Linked DNA regions of Pan troglodytes: region 1 is linked to region 2. A link is a contact called in public HiChIP or PLAC-seq data. All regions are on one chromosome and are shown on one strand. Each heading gives the region's core, a stretch centred on a gene start, on an enhancer-like site or on the middle of the called end of the contact. The rest is flanking DNA. Distances are from core to core; before and after follow the strand shown. Region 1 holds the start of PTMA (prothymosin alpha). Region 2 has its middle 41 kb from the start of PTMA.

The links. HiChIP or PLAC-seq counts read pairs in DNA pulled down with a chosen protein or histone mark.
Region 1: an H3K4me3 HiChIP or PLAC-seq map of stem cell-derived excitatory neurons shows a contact between it and region 2, with 4 times the contacts expected there. The contact joins the promoter of PTMA here to the enhancer-like site in region 2. A contact is called at or near these places in 5 of 7 Hi-C or Micro-C datasets (blood, induced pluripotent stem cells, a lymphoblastoid cell line and 1 more), 1 of 1 datasets of contacts at active chromatin or transcription factors (stem cell-derived excitatory neurons) and 1 of 1 other capture datasets (stem cell-derived neural stem cells).

What each region holds. Positions count from the first base shown.
Region 1 is chr13:133,950,828-133,955,334 of NHGRI_mPanTro3-v2.0_pri, forward strand. It overlaps PTMA (prothymosin alpha), which reads left to right and starts at 2,084. Exons shown (of 5, transcript XM_054678827.2): 1 at 2,084-2,300. The coding sequence starts at 2,298.
Region 2 is chr13:133,910,111-133,914,557 of NHGRI_mPanTro3-v2.0_pri, forward strand. No RefSeq gene overlaps it. Among named protein-coding and RNA genes, the nearest start is that of PTMA, 41 kb to the right of the region's middle. Within about 2 kb of position 1,596, at least 19 of the 24 cell types and tissues checked have an H3K27ac peak or open chromatin away from gene starts, as enhancers often do. A contact at or near this core is called in induced pluripotent stem cells, a lymphoblastoid cell line, stem cell-derived excitatory neurons and 2 more, where this site is marked.

The DNA of each region.
Region 1 (4,507 bases), core at 834-3,333, 41 kb after region 2:
TGCCATGTACACAGCGGGCATTCAGTGAGTGTTTGGGAAATTTAAGTGGTGGTTCTGGAACCAGATGGGCATGAGCCTTCCTCACCCACTTCTAGCAAAGGCACCTGCATGGGAATAACGTCAGAAAACAGTTCTTTTTTTGTTTTTTTTTTTTTGAGATGGAGTCTCACTCTGTTGCCCAGGCTGGAGTGCAATGGCGTGATCTCAGCTCCTGCAACCTCTGCCTCCCGGATTCAAGCGATTCTCCTGTCTCAGCCTCCCGAGTAGCTGGGATTACAGGCGCACGCCACCAGGCCCGGCTAATTTTTGTATTTTTAGTAGAGACGGGGGTTTCACTATGTTGGTCAGGCTGGTCTCGAACTCCTGACCTCGTGATCCACTCACCTCGGCATCCACCCACCTCAGCTTCCCAAAGTGCTGGAATTGCAAGCGTGAGCCACCGCGCCCGGCCAGGCAAAGCAGTTCTTAGAGGGAAATTCACATTCATCAGTTCCTTCTGGGTGTTTGACCTTCCCGCTCCCACAACAGCCTGAATCCAGAACTGTCAAGTCTGGTTTTCAGCTGTGGACACAGTCCACTGCCCGAAGGCCACCATCCAGACGACGGGGAAGCCTTGATGGCCTTTCCGGAGCCACTGCCCGAAGGCCACCACCCAGACGAGGGGGAAGCCTCGATGCTTAGAGATGGTACAAGCCAGGCTCTCATTGCATCTGGGTTTCGTGGAAAAAACAATCCTCTCGAGGGTAACTGGAACTTAATGGATGCGCCGCAGGTGGAAGGCGCTCTGTCCCCCTGTTTACGATGACGCATAATCCCTCCAACTCTCTGAGAATGTGACACAAAGGAGGGGGTCACGGTGGCTGAGGCCAAGGAGCCCTTCCTCTGTGAAGGGCGGCCCCAGGTCTGCGCGGCGGTGAAGACAGACTGGCAGTGGGAGGGAGGGAACCCGACAAAGAGTTGAGACGCGTGGTCCTCGGGAACAGCACTGTGGAAGTCCCCCGGATTGAGGCGCGCCCGTCCAGTGGAGAATGCCACCTCCAGCCACTGGGGCGCCTGGGGGCAGGGCGGAGACACAGCGGGCGTCCCTTCGCCGCTGCATAGGAGGGCGACCGCTGGGCAGTGGGTGTTGGCGCGGTATCCCCGCCCTGCCCAGCATCTGCCCCACGTTTCTTCAGGCCAAACTACCGGGAGCCCGGGCTTCTTCCTAAAGTAAAACTCGCTCCGGAAAGGCCAACAGTCCAGCGGCCAGACGGGCACCTGGGAACGCGAGCCTAACGCGTACTGGAGACGGAGTGGCGCCCGGCACTGCGCGCCTCCTCCCCGCCGGGAGACTGCGTGCTAAGCTCAGCAAAGCCCCGCTGTGGAGACGGAGCCATGTCGCCCATTACCTAATGAAACTGAGAAGGGAGACTCAGTCTCTCTTCTAGCCCCGAGCGCAAGCTCTGCGGGACTTGGCATCGTCCTCCCTCCACGATCCCACACTCCGGGTTTTCCCCATTCCCAGCTCGGCTGCACCCGAGAGACAGACGGAAGAAACTGCCAATGGAAGGACGCAAAGCGTCAACTTTGTGTTCGCCCGCCACTCTCGGCCAATGTGCGCTCGTGTTTCCGGAGTCCCGCCTTCCGTGTCGGGCGCCCCCTTTTGGCAGCACAGGGACGAACCCTACGTCTCGCCATCTTGTGTGTGGCACAGGTAAATTTCTGGACTATGTTTCCACCTATTCTGGTCCTTTTTCCCACACAACCGATTTCTTAGTTCGACAGCTAAGTGCGGTGGCGATAAGGCCAGCGTAGCCTGTTGTTCTCGGATCGCCCACGTGAGCTAGATCGCTACGTCACGCCACGCTTGCCGAGCCCGGCGCCATCTTGAGTGTGGCGTTTTGATGCTCCCCTTTCTCGGGGCTCCGCATGGTTCTCTAAATGGCCCCCCAAATTTCAGGTAGTCCCCAAAGATTAGCCCAACTGGCTCCAGAGACGATGATTTTCCCCGAGGAACTCTGTAATGTTCATGTGCCCATCGCAGTCCAGCAGTGGGGTGGGAGAAGGGTAGACTCGATGGCCCGGCAGGCCCCTGGAGGAGGCTGCCCTGAGGCTGTCGCGACGGCAGTGACCGCTCGGGACAGACCCTAACTAGAGCCCTAGAATGAGGGGACCGCTATGCCGTGCGGGGCCCGCGGGCTGTCCCACTCGAGGGCTGGAGCCGGCATCGCGCATCGAGTCCGCTTGATACATGAATCCGTGTGTGCTTGGGACGGTGCCCGCTTGTCGACCTACTTGGCCGACGGACGCCGGACCTGATGGTGGGCAATCGGGGTCGCCTGCCCACAGGACTAGGGGTGCCCTGCCCTGGGAGGGCGCGAGGGCATGGCAGAGGGACGGGGCGGCCCAGGTGCCCGGGTCTCGGCCTCGTGACCTCGTTGCTCGTCGTGGGGCTGCCGTCCACTTGCACTGGGACAATCCTTGGTCGAAGGCGCCCAGGCGCGGGGGGCGGGCACCTCCGCGGGCACTGCGCTGGGCACCGCCCGGGGCGAGCGCGGCCCAGCACCCCGCCTTCCCCTCCCCCGCGCTGGCAGCCGTCGTGCGCCCGCCGCCCCCTCTTCCCTCCCCCTCTTCCCTCCCCCTCCTTCCGAGCAGCCGCGGGGAGGGCGGGAGAGGGAGGGAAGGGGGCTGGGCGGGCAGCTTTGCCGCGCTTTGGCTTTCTGCGTCAGCAGCCCCAGCAAAACAGCTGCGGGAGCGCGCGTCCGGAACGCGCTCGCGCACCCCTCCCCCGCGCCCTCGGCCCCGCTGAGACCCGGCAAACTCGGGCCTTGAATGACAGTGCGATCGGCGACTGCGCAGCGCGGGACGCGCCGGGGCACTGCCGCTTTAAGCACGCTTGTCCATTGTTCGGAATCGAGCCAATGAGCGAGCGCCCGCTCCCTGCGCTCAGCCAATAGCGGCCGGGCATGGGAAGCCGAGCGCCGCCCACTAATCTATATTAAAGCTTCTGGCGCCGCGTGAGTCCCCCACTGGCTGCTCTGAAAAGCCATCTTTGCATTGTTCCTCGTCCGCCTCCTTGCTCGCCGCAGCCGCCTCCGCCGCGCGCCTCCTCCGCCGCCGCGGACTCCGGCAGCTTTATCGCCAGAGTCCCTGAACTCTCGCTTTCTTTTTAATCCCCTGCATCGGATCACCGGCGTGCCCCACCATGTCAGACGCAGTCGTAGACACCAGCTCCGAAATCACCACCAAGGTGAGGCTGGACGCCGCCCGCCCCCTCGGGGTCCGCGCGCCGCCGCTCGGGCGGTGTTTGGCGCGCAGCAGCTGGACTGCCTCAAGCCCGCTATTGCTCCCTCTCGCGGGGAAACGGCCCGCCCCCGGCGCGGTGCCCTCAGGCAGCCCACTCTTTGTGTGGTGCGGGGGAGGGGGCGGGAACCGCCGCGGGCAGACGTGATGCCCGTCGGGGAGTGGGCCGGGCGCCCTCGGGGGCCGAGGGCTAGGCGCGGAGGCCGGCTCACGGCCCTCGAAACTCGTCTGTGATCGGTATGAGTGGCGGCGGGAGGAGAAGGGCCTGGCTGGGGGTCGTCGGCCCGCCGGGCGCACGGAAATAACTTTGAAACTCAAGCGCGTTGGGAATCGGAAGTGCTGGGGGGCGCGTGTTGGGGCGCGGGCCGGCCGCGGGAAGTGGCGGCGAGCGCCCGCCGGCCGCGCTGCTCTTTGTTCGGCGCCAGGCCGCCGGTTTCGCGCCCTGCAGCGGACCTGAGGTGGTTTATCTAGACTAAGTCCCGATAAGGCGGATGGGGCGACGGGCTGGCTGGCCGCGACGTCGGCCGTCCCGGCGGAGGTGTGACGGGCTTATCCGCTTTGGGCGCTCTGGGAGGCGGGGGTGGGCGCCCTTCGAGGTGAGTGCGCCGGGAGCGGCCGCCCAGCTTCAGTCATGCACCCGGTGCCGGGCTTGGCTGAGGAGGCGAGAGCCCACGCGCCGCAGGGAGGAAAGAGAAAGTGAAGCGCGGCGCTGGGGCGACGATGGGCGCCCCCCGCGGCTGCCCGGGAGCACCGTGTGCGCCGCAGCTCGGGGCGACGCGGGCCAGCACGGCGGCCGCGACAGGCCAATGGTAGGGTCGAACTGGGGGGGCGCCCGGGCCCCGTGGCGGGTTCACTGCCCTCGGCTATGAGGTCCTGCGCGGCTGGTGCAGCTCCGCTCCTGTTGTCGGCGCCGCCTCGGTCCCACTGCCCGCCCTGGGTAGCGTCTCCGCCCTCGGCGGGAGCGGGGCGCTCTCAGACTGACTGTTTTTTTCTTAATGTTTCGGCCCTCGTCCGCGCCCGTCGTGCCCCTGCAGGGATTGGCGCGAGTCACCTTGGCGTCTCCTTAACCCTTGTGTCCCTGGCGTCATCTCTGACTCTCCCAGGGGCGACTTCTTGGCAGAGCGGAGCTCGGGGCCCGGATCTCCAAAGGGGCTCTCAGTGACCCCTTCTGGACTCAGTCCGGGAATGAGTTTGTGGGGTAAGAACACCGTCCCCAGTGCGGGGC
Region 2 (4,447 bases), core at 346-2,845:
GAAACGGAAATGAAGGCTTTTTTTCTGTCACCCAAAAGATACTTTCTGAGCACATGGTCTGTTAAGCCTCTGTCTGGACTAGAGATAGAGCTGTGGAGCAGTTCCTGCCTCTAAGGAACTTACAGGCCCAAGTCCCAGGACATGAGGGTCCAGAAGCAGACAAACAGCTTCTTTCCACTGAACCTGGACCTGCCTTCACCCTCCCCACCCAGCCCCGTGCATCTTGAATTAAAACAGAGAAGCTGGGGATTGGATGGCGGCAGGCCCTTCTCCCCACCAAGAGAGTGGCCCTGCCAGGCACTGCCTTCCTCTTTCCCAGGCCTGGGCATTGCCCCCAGCCCCTGCTTCTGGGAGTAACGGGGAGTTGACTGCACTCTGGGACACCAGTTGGGACCCTCCTCAGAAGGGGATGGGGACAGTCCTCAGTGCAGGGCAGTCTGCGGGGGAGGCCATGGTGGGGCTATCCCACTGACCTCCCTCAGCACCATATCTGGATAGCCGTGCCACCCTGGGAGGTGGGGTGAGGGGGCCAGTGTCTAGCCGTCTAGCTGTTGTTCCCGTGACACTCAGGCCTCAGGGCAGGTTGTGCCACTTTCATCCACCAGCAGGGCCAAGGCCTGGAGCCCTCAGGGCACCAGTTCTGAGATCTGCTCTAAACAAGGCCTGCATCCTTCAAAGTTGGTGAGGTGGTCTCTTCTCCTGTAGAACAGGCAGGTTTCCTACTTTCCCCAAAGGCCCCAGGACCTGGGTGATGTCCTTCTCCGTCAACGGTCCTCTCCTTCAGCACAAGGCTCCAGAGGCAGCTCCCCATCCCACCCCACTCCTGAGCAGGCGGCCGGAGCTGCCCCCTCTGAATGCCACGCTGGGCAAGGGGTCCGTGCCTGGGAAACACCTGGTGGGGAATGCTCTGGCCTCAAGAATAAACAACAGGGATCTAGATGATGCCACCGTCCTCAGCCTCTGACCTCCAAAGGAGCCACATTCAAGAGAAGGGAGGTTCCTCCACAAATGAGACAGCAGAAGAATAAATGCCACCCTGTGCCTGCCGACTTCCTGCAGAGGTCTGTGGGCTCGTGTAAATAATTGAATGGAAAACTTCAGAAGGAAGGCAGCCCACGGGAGCCTGGCCTTGCCCGCCAGAAAGCAGGTTATAAAATGTTTCCCATGTAAGTGGTGGCTGGGGGTAGTCAGGAGGCCTAGTTACAACCCTGAGAAGTAAGGCTGCCCTGGGCTCCCAGGGGAAACACTGGGCTGGGTGGGTGGGTGCTCTTCAGGGAGTAGATCCCTCCCGGCCACCCCCAGCTCCTAGTCTCTTGGGTGTGGTAGCTCCAAGATCTCAAAGCCCAATCGCCGAGCCCGGTGGTTTCTGATGTGTCCTACCCTCCCTCCTGCTGCACATGCAGCTTGCATTGCTGGGGAGTAAGGGGAGATGATTTCCGGCCAGCACAGGCAAAGCCAGGCAGGGTGTCCCCTGAGGCGGCGCAGCAGGAGGACCACCAAGTGTGGCCCATACGCCCGGCATCCGGCCCTCTCCCTGCCTTGTCCTCAGCTGAGGCCTGAGGTGAATCGTAGGCTGGGCCGATTCCCCACCCCTGGCCTCAGGGCGGTTCCTCCTGGGTCCAACTGCCCCAGCCCAGGCCATCTGGGAGGCAGGCTGGGCGGGGAGAGAGGGAGGGAGGACGTGTGTGAGCCACTGCCCAGCCCCCGAGGCACAAACATTTCCTTATGTGGTGGCTCTGAGTGCCCGGGTGACACCCTAGAGGCTGCTGGGGAGGGCCAGGGCCGGACACACCCTGGGTGATCGCAGAAGCAGAGCCCCTGCCCAACAGGATCTTGGCCTCATCTTGTGGAGGAAAGGACCCCCACCCGGCTCTTTGTCCCCTGGAGTGGCCCACAATCCCCTAGGAGGAAGTGGTCACTGCTTCTCTACGGGATGTTTCCCCAAATTCCCCCGTGTTTGCAAGAGAAACTGTGAGATTAGAGGTACAGCAGAGACCCCAGCCCCGGGACAGGAAGGGGTGAAGGGTGGGCTGGCAGGCCCCTAGCCTCAGGGTGCGCCTCCCGCACTGCCCCCCACTCAGCACCAGGCACGGCGCTACTCCCTTTGTTTCCGGCAGGCTTTGGGAGCTATATTTGGCTGTGGGGGGATAACAGGGTGACTCATGGGAGGGACGGCCCGGGGTGGGAAGTGGAGGAGCTGTGTCTCTGGAAATGCGGCTCCCTCTGTTCCCAGGCCTGCCGCAGGTGCTAGCCCTCCGTGAGCGCTGAAAGCAAAACAGCCAACAACGCCAGGGCTCCCGCCTGTAATCTCAGCACTTTGGGAGGCCGAGGGGGGCAGATTGCTTGAGCCCAGGAGTTTGAGACCAACCTGGCCAGCACAGTGAGACGCCGTCTCTACAGAAAAAAATTAGCCAGGTATGACGGTGCACGCCTGTGGTCCCAGCTACTCTGGATGCTGAGCAGGAGAATCACCTGAGCCTAGAAGTTCAAGGCTGGAGAGAGCCGAGATCACGCCACTACACTCCAGCCTGGGCAACAAAATAAGACCCTATCTCAAAAAAAAAAGGAAGAAAGAGAAAAGAAAAAGAAACTGGGCAGACCCAGCATAGCTGCCTCCCACAGCAACGCAAGGCTCCATGGTCCCTGCACTCGCTCTCGGGGTGTAGGACATTGACCTCAGGGGGCACCCCAGCTGTCCAGAGTCTGGTTAGCACACCCCAGCCCTGATCCCCTGGGATGTCTACTCAGACCCCCGAACTGCCCTAGCTTCTCAGGCCAGTGTCATTTCTCCAAGGTGGCAGCCTTTAAAGCAGATTTAAATGTCTGACAGGGCGTGTTCCCCATGGGATATGTATTTTATTGTTGTTTTATGGCTTTTTTTTTTTCTTGAGACAGAGTCTCACTCTGTCGCTCAGGCTGAAGTGCAGTGGAGCAATATCGGCTCACTGCAACCTCTGCCTCCTGGGTTCAAGCGATTGTCCTGCCTCAGCTTCCCAAGTAGCTGGGATTATAAGCACCTGCCACCATACCTGGAGAATTTGTTTTGTTTTGTTTTGTTTTTTGAGACACACCTGGCTAATTTTTGTTTTTGTTGTTGTTTGTTTTTTTTTTGAGACAGAGTTTCCCTCTTGTTGCCCAGGCTGGAGTGCAACGGTGCAATCTCGGCTCACCGCAACCTCCGCTTCCCAGGTTCAAGCGATTCTCCTGCCTCAGCCTCCCAAGTAGCTGGGATTACAGGCACGTGCCACCACACCCAGCTAATTTTGTATTTTTAGTAGAGATGGGGTTTCTCCATGTTGGTCAGGCTGGTCTCGACCACCTGACTTCAGGTGATCCGCGCCTCGGCCTCCCAAAGTGCTGAGATTACAGGCATGAGCCACTGCGCCCGGCATTTTTGTATTTTTAGTAGAAATGGGGTTTCGCCATGTTGGCTGGGCTGGTCTCGAACTCCTGACCTCAGGTGATCTGCCTGCCTTGGCCTCCCAAAGTGTTGGGATTACAGGCATGAGCCACCGTGCCTGGCCAGGATATTTTTTAAATGGGGCTCCAGTAAGAAATGTGCTCATTCCAGTGCATCTTGAATTGGTCTGATTTCAGGGAGTATATAGGTTGAGGCTGACTCCGAAAGTTAACCCTGGTCCAGGAGGCCTTGGCATGCCAGCACCGCCAGCACCACCCCCACCGGGCTGAGGGGACGAGCCTGCTGGGCCTGGCTGCCAGCTGGCCCTGCGACTCCCATCTTTTCTCCCACAGCCCCTTGATGCTCGGCTCCCCGGGGTCCGTCCTTGGTCCCTCAGTCAAGGGACATCCATCTCTAAATTGCCTTCCTCCCTTGGTCAAGAGACATGCATCTCTAAAGTGCCTTCCTCCCAGCGACTACCCTTACCACCTGACACTGGGAAAGTCACCTCCTGCCTCAGAGCTCCCATTGGCCCCAGCCCAACTTGCCCCATCCTGATTCAGTGGGAATGGGTAGGATTCAAGCCCCCCAGTTCGAGACCCAGTCTTCTGTGGTACACTAGGATCCCAGAGCTGAAGTAGAGAATCTGGTTAATACATCAGTGCACAGACTCTTCAGTTTTAAGATTCTCTTTCCATACTGGGGGAGGTCTCAGGAATCTGTAGAAGGTAGATGGGGAAATGGACACTCAGAAGCATCAGACACTTCACAATCCAGATGCTGATAAAATGGCCAAACCTTGGTGTTCAAAGGGATCTTAGTGGTCATCTCATTCAACCCAACTACCCAAAGCAGAAATCTCTTCTACTGCTTCCTTGATTGCTTCCAGCAGTGGGGAACTCACTGTCTTGGTATGGTTTTGTTTTGTTTCTTGTTTTTGAGATAGTCTCTCTTTGTCACCTAGGCTGGATTGCGGTGGCATGATCATGGCTCACTGCAGCCTCGACTTCCTGGGCTTGAGCGATCCTACCTTCTCAATCCACTCCC